Regions from separate parts of the Mus musculus genome. Here region 2 is linked to region 1. Evidence: chromatin contacts called from public promoter capture Hi-C data. All regions are on one chromosome and are shown on one strand. Each heading gives the region's core, a stretch centred on a gene start, on an enhancer-like site or on the middle of the called end of the contact. The rest is flanking DNA. Distances are from core to core; before and after follow the strand shown. Region 1 holds the start of Pcsk1 (proprotein convertase subtilisin/kexin type 1). Region 2 holds the start of Mctp1 (multiple C2 domains, transmembrane 1).

Region 1 (2,533 bases), core at 23-2,522:
CCTTGCCAAGTAGGCCCGGTGAACAAGATGCACATAGTAACCATCATGACCCTCATCAGACTTCCACTAAGGCTTCCTAGTTTGCTGTTCAAAGGAGGGAAAGACCCAGGTCAAACAGAAAGCTGCTGAGAGCTGGCCAGGGCAGCAGCGCCCTTTCTGCTCAGAAGGCTTTCATAGAGGCACTGAGATTATCGCTGTCCACACATCGGTGCTGAATATTAAAGGCTGGGGTTTGCTCTCCTCTGTTCAATCCCTCCAGTTAGAGTCCATCAAGGCAGTATGATTGCTGTTTCGAAGGTGGGCATAGGGACGTTCTCTTATTCTCCCTCTAAGGGCAATCTGTATTCCACAAAGATTCTTGCTGTATTTTATGTGAAAGTACCAGCACAGCTTCAAGTCAGTGCCAAAGTTAAAATCTCCAGTGAGGGAAAAATAGAAAGTTCTGGGTTAATGAAACTTGCCACCTCCCTCACTGAGTCGATATGAAAGTCTTTGGGGCTCTGAACCTCCTCGTTGAAAATTTAAAACATGTTTCTATGTTAAAAACTCATGTTGCTAATCAATCAGTCTTCCTTTTCTCCTTTTTAATGTAAACACTGTAATGATGGTGGCCCTGGGCTCCAAATGATCTGGGGTCGAATTTTAGAAACTGCTTTAGTAGGGGTCAGAAGCAAGAGAGGAGGAATTACGAGTGATTTAAAACGCACTATAAAAATGTTGTTTCAACACTGTGTAGAGGAAGTGCTTATTTCCTTACAGGATTTGAAACAATGCATCAGGTAGCTTCGCTCCTCTGCTCCCAGCCTCTGAAAGATCAAAACACGAGTCCTAGATTGTGTCTGTTTTATAACAAATGCTGATACTCAAGAACCATTATAAGAATTCTATCATCACCAGGCACATTCATAGGAGATATAAGGTAAGATAGAGAAAATAGATGGAAGGCGGGGGTGGGAGGTAGGGAGTGAGGGGTAATTGTTGTGCTTCCTGCCTTGGGATCTTGGTAGTTATATTCAAATGAGGCGGTTCTCTTTGAAGAATGGAGATGTTTCTCACAGCTACAGTATTTATGAACAGGCAGCAGAACTGACCGATCCCACCAGTTTCTTTTCCTTTTCTTAATCCTTCCCTGCCTATTTTAGTCACTTCTCCACCCCGCCGGGAATACCATCCAGTTCTCAGTCCAGGTAGATCTGACGTCAAGAGATGGCTTTCGTCGATTTGACGTGTAAACACTCATTTCTATTCTGGTTGGTAAGGCTGGGGCTCCACTCAGTCGGGAGACTGAAGCACTTTAGTGAGCGCTCGCTCTCGCCGCCCAGCCTCTCCCAGTGAGCCTCTAGCTCTAGTAGAGCAACCCAGAGCCAGGAGAGGTTTTAAGCTGCTGGGTGGAAAGGTCGAGTCTAGCTGGTGTGTCTCTGATCTTGCTTCTTTTCTCCCAGCCCTTCCTACTTGTGTGAGAACAAGGTTTTGAGCCATGGAGCAAAGAGGTTGGACTCTGCAGTGTACTGCTTTCGCCTTCTTTTGCGTTTGGTGTGCACTAAACAGTGTAAAAGCAAAGAGGCAGTTTGTTAATGAATGGGCGGCGGAGATCCCCGGAGGGCAAGAAGCTGCCTCTGCCATCGCCGAAGAACTGGGGTATGACCTTTTGGGTCAGGTAAGAGTTTCCACTTTCGAAAAACTTTCTGGGGCTTAAGGACTCTGGTAGGGCTAAAGTGAAGTGGGAGCCGCTTGCGCTACCCGGCGCCCAGTGTCGCAAGCAGCTCGGAGAATCCTCCCCCTGCTCGCGCTTTTAGAGGAGAAATGCTTGCATTATTTACTGTTTGGGCTGGGCGCCGCTAAACAAGAGGAAGCTGCTCAGCCGACACTGTTCTCTCTGTTGTTGGCTCTAGACTTGAAATCCTCTTCCTCGAGGTTTGGAAAATGAAATAAAAAGCCTTTTACGTTTGTTCGGGGAACTTGAAGGTGCACAGGGGCTCTCGTCTATCTTGGGAAAGGAAGTGAGCTCGGTCCCCTGGGACACAGGAGGCTTGCGGCCAGAGCTGACGCTTTCCTTCTTTTTCAATATGGCAGCACCAGCTCCCAGTACTGAAAACAGGGGACAGGCAGGCTTGAAGATTCCTGAGTGTAAGGGCGCGCCCAGCTGCTGGTACTAGTGACTCCCCAGTCAGGTGATGGTGGTGGTAGTTCAGAATCTGTAGGGGAAACTGGAAGGGGATTAGGTAGGGGAAAAAGTCCGAGCATCGCCAGTGGGGGAGTTCAGGATTTTCCCTGATAACTTGTGAAGTCTGAGCTTCCTAACTTTGCATGGCCAGTGTCTTAGCATGGTCTGGTTGCAGAAATGACTGTGGGGAAAGGATCTCTTTCTGTCTTGTACCTCGGCCGTGTGCACAAACATTTCCTGGGGTTTTCGGGTTATGAGATAAACTGATATTTGTCCAAGTGTATGCTGAATTAACAGACAGGTGGGGAGGGGTGCGCAGAAGCATTAAGTTGGAGTCTGCTTGGCAGAGCAGTCCCAAAAGAGAATCAC
Region 2 (2,533 bases), core at 18-2,517, 1.3 Mb after region 1:
TGTTGGCTCTTTGTCCCTTTATAGTATCATCTCAAACTTTGGATTCTCAGGGAGACTTTTTGTTTTTAACACTAAATACAGGCTTATTAGATTCAGCAAAAGTATAAGATACCTAGTAAAATAAGACTTTGGATAAACATCAACTAGAATTTTTTGGTCTTTGTTCATATACTAGAAATTATTGTGTTTTGTCTGAAACTCAAATTTAATGAGCTGTTCCATATTATAGCAACCCAAATATAATACTCTTTTATTATCCCTGGATTGTTCCCTGTTAAAAATTCTATTTATTGTCTACTCTCCTGGACCCAACTCAAGCATTCCCCTACATGTTCACAACTGTTTCTCCAGTGCTGATCTCAGTGCCTGGCACATAGTAGATGCTCACTACATGTTAGCCGGATAAGAAAAATAAATTCAGATTGACCACAGCTTCAGGGCAAGTCGCTGGCCAGAAAGGAAAGAGAATGCCTACTTTAAGTAATCAAACAATACTGTGCTGAAACGTCTAGGGAAGGTACAGTGGAGGGAAGGGCATGGTGTTGCCTGCCTTTTAGAAGAGACCTAGTGGAGTCAGAAGATCCTAGATGCATACATTTGGGGAGAAGCAAAATCTAGACGACTTTAAAAAAAAATCAGTTTTCCGACAAACTGAAAGAAATAACTGAAGAAAAATCTGCTTGAGTGGAAAGAACAAGACCGAGCTCTGAATAGGGTCAAAAGCAGTAAGGATCTTCCCATCTCTGTCCAAGCGGAGCGCCCCTGAGACTTACTTTAAGGGTTAGCTTTATTATCAAGTTCTGAGAACTATTCCTGATTATAAGGAAAGTCACCGCGCAAGCAAACAAAGAGCATGGAGAGTGGATGGTGATGAAGTCAAAACAGAAGAAATCAAACTCCCCTCTTGAGCCCAGGATGCCCAAACAGTTGAAGGCAGACTTATTTGGCCTCAGCATTTGGAGAGCTTTATGACCAGCGGCGATGTATGCTGGGTTCCCTGAGGGACCCACCAGGGGTGCAGAGGTGCACTCCACCCCGATGTCCGCTCAAGCAGGGTTCGTCCGTTCGTCCGTCTGTCCTAAAGCAAGCCGTGTGTGGGACTGTAGACTCAGGTCAAGCAGGCTCCCAGCCCTACGCAGCTCCACCCGGCTCTTGCCTGCCCTCCCACCTAGGAGCTGGAGGATGGTCCTGGGTGCTTTAGCCAAGGCTGCTAGTCCCCGACGTCTACAGCAGGACGCGCCCTGTTGTGTGAGCAGCGTGCGCGCCCAGTTTGGAGACGGCCGCCTCTGCTGCTGACAGGTGCTGGCCTGAGGGCGCGGGTGTGGTTCCCAGTGCAGCTGGAAGCCCGAGCCGGCCGCTTGCAGCTTTCCGAGCTCCCGCGGGCGCCGAGGGGAGTCAGGGTGCGGCCTGGGGGCGCTCAGTGGTCTGGAGCAGCGGAGTTCCCTGCTAGAAACTTTGCAGGACGGCCGCGCCCCGCGGCGGGAGGGCCTCGGCCGCAGCCGTTTTGCTCCGAGCTGGCCTGAAGCCGCTGGACGCTCCGGGCTTGTGCTGCTGCGCTGGCCGCCGCCGCCGCCGCCGCCGCCTCCACGCTCCCGGAGGAGGCGCAGCCCGAGAGGGAGGAGGAAAGGCAATAGGAGGGGAGACAAGGTGCCTGGGTTGGAGGATGGAGCCCCGGGCTGCCACGACTGGCGAGCTCGTGCGGGCCGCGTCCCCCTCCTTCCAGGCCCGGCTCTGGAAGAACCTGCAGCTGGGGGTGGGCAAGGGCAAGGGCGGCGGAGGCGGGCGCGCTGGGGGCCCCGAGCACCGCACTGCGGCCACTCCGACCCCGTCCCCGCCGCCCCCGGGGACCACGCAGGACGCCCTGGCCGGTGTGGGAAGTACTGGCAGCAGGTGGAGCGGCTTCAAGAAGCGGAAGCAAGTGCTGGACCGAGTGTTCTCCTCCTCACAGCCCAACCTGTGCTGCTCCTCACCAGAGCCCCTGGAGCCAGGCGGAGCAGGCAGAGCCGAGCAAGGGTCCACGCTGCGCCGCCGCCTACGCGAACATCTGCTGCCCGTGGCTAAGGGGTCCTCGACAGCCACAGGGACAGGCGGAGTGACGCCTCCTGGCGGACGCTCTCCGGACTCAGCTCCTTCTTCGTCTTCCGCCTCATCTTCCCTGTCCTCTTCTCCCCAACCGCCCCCGAGGGGGGACCGCGTCCGTGATGAGAGTACACGGCGTGGGGGCCCTGGGGTGCACCTGTGCCACCAAAAGAGCTCCTCTCTGCCCGGAACCGCGTGCCTGGAGCAGTTGCTGGAACCGGCGCCACCCCCCGCAGAACCGGCCCGGGGTCCCGCCGAACCCCAGGCTCTGCAGAAGGACATAGAGCGCGACTGCAGCCAGGTGAGTGCCAGGTGGCCAGCGCCGGGCAGTGTGCAGGCCACGCCTCCAGCTTCAGGCTGCCTTGGCAGCGAGTGTGTGTGTGTGTGTGTGTGTGTGTGTGTGTGTGTCCCCATGTGTGCGGGCACGGACTACTAACTAGCTGAAACGGAGCAA

The links. Promoter capture Hi-C pulls out the DNA fragments that hold promoters and counts their contacts.
Region 2: a contact with region 1 is called in a promoter capture Hi-C map of stem cell-derived epiblast-like cells, with 5 times the contacts expected there. The contact joins the promoter of Mctp1 here to the promoter of Pcsk1 in region 1. A contact is called at or near these places in 1 of 39 promoter capture datasets (stem cell-derived epiblast-like cells) and 1 of 484 Hi-C or Micro-C datasets (embryonic stem cells).

The regions. Positions count from the first base shown.
Region 1 is chr13:75,088,585-75,091,117 of GRCm38.p6, forward strand. Pcsk1 (proprotein convertase subtilisin/kexin type 1) reads left to right here and starts at 1,273. Exons shown (of 14, transcript NM_013628.3): 1 at 1,273-1,657. The coding sequence starts at 1,478.
Region 2 is chr13:76,382,872-76,385,404 of GRCm38.p6, forward strand. It overlaps Mctp1 (multiple C2 domains, transmembrane 1), which reads left to right and starts at 1,268. Exons shown (of 21, transcript NM_030174.3): 1 at 1,268-2,380. The coding sequence starts at 1,664.